Linked DNA regions of Oryctolagus cuniculus: region 2 is linked to region 1. A link is a contact called in public Hi-C data. All regions are on one chromosome and are shown on one strand. The core of a region is the stretch at or near the end of the contact, and the rest is flanking DNA. Distances in the headings are between cores, read along the strand shown.

Region 1 (4,359 bases), core at 1,291-3,790:
TTAAAAGTCTTAAAACGAAGAGACAATGATGAAACACATGGAATTAAAAATTACAATTAGAATTCCCTTGGTACATCACAACAGTAAAATTTTGCTCTTTGCTTCTGGAGGTACACCCTATAACAGATAATTAAAAAAAGTAAAAATAATATAAAAAAGGAGCTAAATACCTGAACATTGGAACAAAATGAAGCCAAGAAAACAAAACAAAAAAAAGAAACCCATTGCAAAACATGGCAATTACATTTTAAAGGCTGAAAATAATAAAGAAATTCACTGAACAACAGGTCCTATTGTCCTGGCTCCTTCAGGAAGATTACTGAAAGGAAACTGAGAAGTGGTTGGGGGATAGCAGATTCTGGGGTATGATGGGAAGTTCACAGGTTGGCACCGGCTGGAACAGCTGAGTTTTGAAGGCACTCTGCAGACACAGGGGTGCTGGGGGCCCTGAATCACATTGACAAAGTCCTGGTACTGTATTTGTAAAAGCAAGTCATTAAAATCTGTTACTGCCAACCAAAAAAAAAAAAAAAAAAAAAAAAAAAGAAAGAAAGAAAAACCTAAAAGCTAAATTTATAAAACACACACGCGCGCGCACACACACACACACAAATAGTACACAAGAAAATGTGCAGATCTGTAACATTTTTTTTCACAGCTGATAAAAAAAAATACTACCATTCTCCCCCAGGCTCCCCTTTGATACAGTAGGTAAACAAAATAGATTTTTTTTTTCCACAAATATCAGCAGACACTTTCTGGCACCCCACACTGTATTGGCATCAGTGTTAACAGTCCCAGTTCAGATGTGCAATACTTCAGATTGGATACACTGTAACAAGAATCCAACTTTGCATAGACATCCTCAGAATCGCAATCAGTCACAGGGTCGCCCTTCCAAGCTGGCAGAAAAGGAACCCGATCTTAAATTCCAGCTACTCCTGGAAAACAAGGGAAAAACACACACACACACAAACACACACAAAAGTTTCTTCCTCCTCCTTGCTCCTTCATATGGTTCTCCCGGACTTCCTTCCACGTATTTAAAACTTGGAAATAGAAAACAGTTGTTGTTACCCCCCCAACACACACACACACAAAAACGGACACCCCCTCCTCCTCCTTCCCCGGCACTTCCTTCCCTTCCCCCCTTCCCCCATCTTTTTCCAGGCTGAAACTTTTGCTTGCCGGGTGGGTGTCAGACTGCCAATAACTGCGCCTTCGGGGGAGGGGGGAGGGGGGAGGAAACGGGCGTCAACCAAAATCAATGAGGAACGTACATGCTGCAAAGAGCCCCAATTTCCACCACGGTGTCGGCTGGGCAGGACGGGGCGCTCCCTCGGACACGGGGCGTGGAGGCCAGCGTGGGGGGGAGGGGGGGAGGCTCCTGGGGACGCCCTGGCCACTGCAAAGTCGTCTCCCATCTCAAAGCCGGACGAGAAATCCCACGGGGAGAGTCGGTGCGTTTGGCTTTTGTGCGCGGAGCGCGGCCCGGGGGGCGCGTGGCGGCCGCGGCGCCTCAGAGGATCACGCAGGCCGAGCAGCAGCCCTCGTCGCCGTTGGGCTGCGCCGCGTAGTTCATCTGCCGCACGATCTCGGCGAACAGCTCGTCCACCGAGGCTTTGTTTTTGGCCGACGTCTCCATGAAGGGGCAGCTCCACTCCTCGGCCAGGGCCTTGCCCTCGCCGTACGAGACCTCGCGCTCGCCTTCCAGGTCCACCTTGTTGCCCACCAGGATCATGGGCACGCGCTCGTACCGCTTCACGCGGATGATCTGGTCCCGCATGGGCTTGATGTCCTGGAAGCTCTGCTGGTTGACGAGGCTGTAGACGAGGATGAAGCCCTGGCCGTTCTTGATGTACAGGTCCCGCATGGACGCGAACTGCTCGGTGCCCGCCGTGTCCAGGATCTCCAGCACCGACGGCGACGAGTCCACCTCGATCTCCTTGCGGTAGAAGTCCTCGATGGTGGGGTCGTACTTCTCGATGAAGGAGCCCGTCACGAACTGCACGGTGAGCGCGGACTTGCCCACGCCGCCCGAGCCCAGCACCACCACTTTGTACTCTCTCATGGCTCCGTCAGCACTCGCCAGGCGCCCGCCGCGGCCCCGTCGGGGCTGCGCGCCGCGGAGGGCTGGGCTGGGCGGCCGGACCGCTCCGCCGCCTCAGCGCCGCAGGAGACACCCGGGAGACCGCGGCCGAGCGGCGCGGGGCGCGCGGATCTCCGAGCGGGGGCCGCGCGCCCGGCCGGCCGGCGGCGGCGGCGGCGGCGCGTCCCTGGGGCGCGGGTCCGGGGCCCCGCAGCGGTCGGCGGCGGACCAGAGGACAATGCCGGCAGCCTAAGGCACGGCGACGGCTGCAGCCCCTCGTCGCAGCAGCCGGCGAGCGCTGGGCAGCGGTGGTGGCGGGCTGCGGAGGCGGCTGCTAATTGCGCGCCGGACCGGGACACTCGTGGCATGAGTCCCCGCGGAACGTGCGCCCACCACCGCGGCCCATCGCGCTCTCGCCTGCAGCCTCCGCGGGGCGAGGGCTTCCTACTCGCCGCGCGCAGCCCGGCCCTCCCCGCCCGCGCGAGCATGCCCAGTGCGCCGCAGGCCGCGCCCCGCCCGAGCGGCCGCTCCGGGTTTTCTGCGGGGCCGAGCCGAGAGGGCGGGGCTGGGGGCGGGGCTTGCGAGCGGAGTCGCCGGGAGTGGAGGCGGGGCGACGCGAGCTTGTGGGACTGCAGCAGGCACACTGCGGGGGAATGGGGCGGCAGAGGGGCTTGGCGTGCTCGAACGCGAGCGCTAAGGCCCGGCGAGCCAAGAGAGCGCGCTTGCGGAATCCCATGACCAAAGGCCGGTGCAGGCCGCCAGAAGCGCGGACCGCGGACCGGACCGCTGCAGGTGCGGGCTGGGCAGAGCAGCCCCCGAAGCCCTGGCAAAGCCCTTGGTAAGCCGTTGTCCCCGGAAACGCTGCTCCGCCAGTTCCCGGGACAGAGCGAACGGGGTGTAACTCTAGTGCCTTGGGTCACTGTCCCCATCCGAGAACAAACAGCTTCTGGGGAACCCGCGGCTCCATCCCAGCAGAGTCCCAGAGGGTCCCGCCCACCTCCTCCCCCACTGTGCTGCGGCCAAAACCCGGAGCCCGGATCTGACAGTGCCGGCGGCCCGCAGTTAGGGCATGCTCAGTCGGCAGAGCAGGTTTTTTGGGGCTTGGAAGTAGGAAGCTTGGTGCAGCTCACACCCACACGCCAGCTCAAATTACTTCTCCCAGACTCCGCACTCATTGGTCCCAGGACGTGAGTCGCACACCCCCGAAGGGCCTCCCATTGGCTGCCGCCAAGGGTCTCTCCGGTGCGGCTGCCTCATTGGCTGAAAAGTAGCCTCCGCCGGCGATTGGGTATTTATAGAGATTGAGCGGCGAGGTGGAGGCCCAGCTGTTCCTTCTCCGCGGCTCCCCGCCCCCTTCCTCCCACTCCCCCACCCCAACCCAGTCGTTTGGAAGCGGAGAGTGAAAAAAGGAATTTAGGCGGGGTGCGCAGAACTAAATATAGCCCTTTGTGGCTGTTTTCGAGAGCGTCTGACTCGCCCGGTCACGACTGTCCCGTCCAGGGTGCAGAAGGGGCTGGTGACAGTGGCCCGCGCGCGAGGACCTGCAAAGTTTGCCAGGGCTCCGCAGCGAGGGCGGCGGGGCTGCGATGAGCAACGGGCGCTGGAGGGCTAGGGGGGCTGCCCTGGCTTGCCTTTTCCCTAGCATCCTCGCTGTCGGGCGCGCAGTTGCTGGACTGGGCTCGGCTCGCGTCCCCGCTCCTGGGAGGAGCTGGGGAGCTGCCTCGACCTGCCCCGAGCCTGCGCGATGCCCGGCCGAGCAGAGGTGTCGGGACCTGCCCAGCAGACTTGGCCTTGGCAGCTGCGCCCCAGGGCGAGGGCGAGGGCGAGGGCGTGGGCAGGCAGCAGCGCTGCGTCAGCCCTGTCCTGCCTTTCTTAGCCGATGCCACTGCCCTCCGGTTTAAAACACCGGCATCACAGGGCTGAGCCGGGCCGGGCGGGGACTCCTGGTTTCAGTTCCCGGTGTGTCGTGACTCAACAGCCACGCTTTGCGAGTTCACCGTCTTCAAAGCCCTGCGCGTGGCGCGCACCCTGCAGGTCCGCGGCGAGAATGGCGAAGTGTGCACCTGCAACCCTGAGGGGAGACGGGGCGGGGGGGGGGGGGGGGGGCTTTCACCTTGACCGTCAAGAGTGCCGGGATATAAATGTGCTTATATAACTGTCCAGAAGAACCTCTGCAAGGCACACTGACCTGGATGAACCCCAGCGGGCTATTCCCAGTGTCTAACCTCTGCCAGGCATTTTTGCATGCCTTGTTTCAGCTACTCCTCCTC
Region 2 (4,359 bases), core at 725-3,224, 88 kb after region 1:
GTGTTGCAAAAAAGTTTTGAAATATATGTATACAAGGGGTTTTCAAAAAGGTCATGAAAAATATTAAAAAAACTGCATGGATTTCTTTTATTTCTTTTTTTATTTTCTTATTTGAAAGGCAAAATGAGAGAGTATGAGAGTGTAAGAGAGAGTGAAAGCGTAAGAGAGAGAGTGAGAGAGAAAGTGAGTCCTGTGGGCCGGTGCCCATACGGGATGCTGGCATTGCAGGCAGCAGGTTTACCCACTATGCCACAGCGCCAGCCCCCCCTTTTGTTTTTTATAAAGCAACCCTAATAAAAGTCCAGGGTGGTGGTGGTGGAGGGATGATGATCTGTCTTTAGAGCTATTTCCTGCTGACGTAGGGTGACGATTTACTCTCCATTGGCGTGGGGCGATGCCTCAAGCCGCAGTGTGCTGGGTGGAGCGCTGAGTATATCCCTGTAGCAGCATTTGGTTGACTGCCTGGTTGGGGAAGGCTTTGGTCCTTTCCATTATTACCTCCTGTAAACACTTAGACAAGATAGTAGAAAAGCCAGGGTGAGAATAGCAGCCAATAATCCTAAGAGTGGCATTAGCTGAATATTGAGAGGATTTTACAACGGAGAGGAAATGAGGGGATTGGTCTTTGACCCTTGTGAAGACTGTTGGATGGATGTGGTTTTACATGGCCTGATTGGTTCACATAATAACAACACAGTTAAGATCAGTCTGTTCTGTAGTACCACGCCTGTTAGTGAGGCTGGGCCGTCTTCTGTTGCCCTGCTCAGGTGCATTACCAGGGACTTGAACCTGTGTTCTTATGGGATGTGATGTTGCAGGCGGCAGCTTAACCCACTGCACCACAACACTGGCCCCTCAGTGTGATCTTCGGAGATTTTGTTCTCTCCCAAGTAATGATAATGCCCTGGAATCCATTCAGTTTGTTGTGTACGTCAATAGTTACTTCTTTTTAGTGTTGAGTACTGTTCTAGTACATGGATCTACCAGAGTTTAATTGTTCACCTGCTGAATAACATTTGTATAATTTGCCAATTTGGGCTGTTATGAATAAAACAGATACGAAATATGAAAAAAAAAGAAAGTGAGTCCTGCATGAATTTCAAAACACTTTATTTGCTCCAAAATAACTTACTTTTTAAAAAAAAAAAAAAACAAAAAAAAAAAACAAAAAAACATGTATTTGAAAGAGAAAGACAGAGAGGGAGAGAGGGCTTGATCTTCTGTTTGCTGGTTCACTACCCAAATAGCCACAACAGGAAGGGCTGGATCAGGTGAAAGCCAGGAGCCAAGAGCTCCAACAAGGTCTCCCACATGGGTGCACGGGCCCATGCACTTGGGCGGTCTTCCACTGCTTTCCAAGGTGCATTAGCATAGAGACACATTGGAAGCACCACAGCCTAGCAGGCAGCTTAACCTCCTGAGCCACAATGCTGGCTCCAACTTATCTTTTATTTCCATTTTCCAGTAATTTTTTGAAGTAGGCTTATCTGGATATATGTACCCATATAGAAATACACATCTGCTTACTTTCACACACATGAATACATGCATATTTTAGGATTATGCTGAAAAAATAACTTCAATAAATCATCAGTATATTACTCCTCAATTTATTATGTGAACAGAGGTGTTTTCTCAAGTCGTAGTACAGAATAAGGGGGGAGATGGGTAATGTTTGTTATTCTTTAGTTGGAATTTGACTCACAGCCAAAATAAGTTCTGAGTTTTTCTCCTTTCCAAAACAGAGCTTGGAAAATGACAAATCTTTTTCCATGAAAGCATGCACACATATTTTGGTTTCCTAGACTTTCTCATGGCATAAACATCTAAAGGAGATAGAAATGTTGTGAAATTCCAAAGTAGCTGGAAGGCAGAGTGCCAGGGGAGAGTTTTCAGGACACATTTTTGACAGCAAGTTGTGGCAGGATGCTGAGCGGGGAGTGTAGGGATGACATTTAGCTAATTCTCCAAGGAAGGGAATGGGTCAAGTGTTTTTAAAACAGCAAGGCAGTGCATGTATCAGAATCAGGAAAGAGCAAGATAAATAATTGTTGTGGAAAGGAATAGAAAACTGACCTCTTGTGAAGGAAAGCCCTTCACAAAGTTTTAGTGGATCTGAAAAGACTATTTTTAACACTTCTTATGAGAGTCGAGTGATAATGAAAAATGTCTGTATATATTTGCCCAAATAACAGATAAATAGAAACCGAGCAGAGTGCAGGGACCTTGGCCCTTCTACACCATGAAGAGCTGCTATTTTAGTAGATTCTGTGGGCGCCATCTAGTGATCTAGCAGAGGTAGGCAACTAAAAGATTTAAAGCGTTTTGTTTTTCTTACATAAGGAAATTTAAAATGAAACAGTGGACTGTCAGAGATAGTGCATTAGTTTAAAACTTATTGAGGAAATCAATATTTATTGTTTTAAGTAAGGTTACTCGGAGAAAGCATGGACTTTTGCCACTCAGTTTTTGTTCCATCTCCAATATTTGCAATGACAACTTTTTGGTGTATAAATTTCATGTGAGCTTGTTTGAAACAAAAGGAAACCCTGAAGACAAAAATTAGAATTTTGTGAAGACTATACACATACATGTGTGTAAATGTATATATGTGAGTATATTGCATCGCTTTATATTTTTAATAAGATGGTGCAATTTTGCAAACCATTTTATATAAGAAAATTAGAATTCTTCAAACTAAAGTATTGCCATTAATTCAGATTCCTCAAAATCATGTTAAGAATTCTTTGCAGAGCTTGAAACAGAATGTCAGTTCTAGGACATTTAAGCTCTAAAATTTTCATCGTTGTTCTTTATCTGCATATTTATTTATTTGTTGTTCACATTTGCAGAGAAAGAGGGTGTATTAAAATATATTGCATCCCCTTGACATGCTAGGTCCATTTTTAAAGATTTTATACCTTTGCTGTTAATATGCAATGCTTGTACAATTTCAAGGAGTACAGTGCAATACTTCAACATGTGAACACAGAACAAACTGATGAAATCAGGCAATTAGCATTTCCATTCCCTTATCTTTTCCTTATTTTCAGAGCCTTCCTGCTCCTCTCTTCTGCTCCTTCATACAGTGTATAACAACTTACTGTGAAGCTAGTGCATTATTTATATAATTATATATTAATTTATATAATCTTCACAAGGAAGATGATTGGATGGCTTATAAAAAAGACCCTAACTAACGCTCAGATGTTTGGTTCATATAGTCATAAAATCCAACCATGCTTTCTGATTTTAAATCCCATAATCATCAGGTATGCATGAGTGTTTTCTTTTTATTTGTGGCTTTTCTATGGTCTAATGCGGCCCATCCCTTTTTCATATGGCTCTTTGCCTGAGCTTGTTATTTATTACCGTTGCTTGGGATCAAGGTATTGATAGGGTTGGACATATAACCCAGTAATGGCCAATGAGACAAAGAAGAGGTTTTTTAGAAAATTTCTTCTTCTGAATAAAAAAGAACAAAAGGAAGAAATGCCCCCTTTCCTTCCTCTTGACATTTGTGCTTGAAAATGTGATATCTAGAACTCTGGCAGCCATCTTGTGAATATGAAGTGAATGATGACAAAGTAAACACGTGGGAAGATGAGCATTCATGACATTGTTGGAAGATAAAATCAATCAACCATAGCTTCTCAACCTTGGATTTTTAAATCATATACCTAAATACGTATATATATATATAAATATAATAAAATCTTTCTTTTTCAAAGTCATTTGGTGGTGCTGGGATTGTGGTGTAGTGAGTTAAGCTTCCACCTGCAGTGCTGGCATCCCATATGGGTGCTGGATCGAGTCCTGGCTGCTCCACTTCCAATCCAGCTCCCTGCTACTGCATCTGGGAAAGCAGTACAGCACGGCCCAAATCTTTGGGCCTCTGCCCCCAAATGGGAGACCCAGAAGAAGATCCAGGCTCCTGGCTTCTGCCTGACCCAGCCCCAGCCATTGCAGCCATTTGGAGAGTGAGACAACAGGTGGAAGACTCTCTCCCTCCCTCCCTCCCTCCCTCCCTCTCTGCCTCTCTCCCTCTCTCTCTCTTTGTGTGTGTCCCTCTGTTTCTCTCTGTAACTCTGTCTTTCAAATAAATAAAAGAAATATTAAAAAAAAAAGTCGTTTAGGCTCACTTGGCTAATCCTCTGCCTGTGGCGCCAGCACCCTGGGTTCTAGTCCCGGTTGGGGCATCGGATTCTGTCCCAGTTGATCCTCTTCCAGTCCAGCTCTCTGTTGTGGCCCAGGAAGGCAGTGGAGGATGGCCCAAGTGCTTGGGCCCTGCACCCGCATGGGAGACCAGAAGAAGCACCTGGCTCCTGGCTTCGGATCGGGGCAGCCCGCCGGATGCCG

Evidence for each region. A called contact is a pair of places that touch in the nucleus more often than the background predicts.
Region 2: a contact with region 1 is called in a Hi-C map of an unstated tissue, with 3 times the contacts expected there. The contact joins the enhancer-like site here to the promoter of RAP2B in region 1. A contact is called at or near these places in 3 of 6 Hi-C or Micro-C datasets (ear pinna, skin fibroblasts and an unstated tissue).

Annotation. Positions count from the first base shown.
Region 1 is chr4:127,889,508-127,893,866 of mOryCun1.1, forward strand. It overlaps RAP2B (RAP2B, member of RAS oncogene family), which reads right to left and starts at 2,541. Exons shown (of 1, transcript XM_070072619.1): 1 at 1-2,541. The coding sequence starts at 2,071. The coding sequence ends at 1,520.
Region 2 is chr4:127,978,072-127,982,430 of mOryCun1.1, forward strand. No RefSeq gene overlaps it. Among named protein-coding and RNA genes, the nearest start is that of RAP2B, 88 kb to the left of the region's middle. Within about 2 kb of position 1,975, at least 1 of the 8 cell types and tissues checked has an H3K27ac peak or open chromatin away from gene starts, as enhancers often do.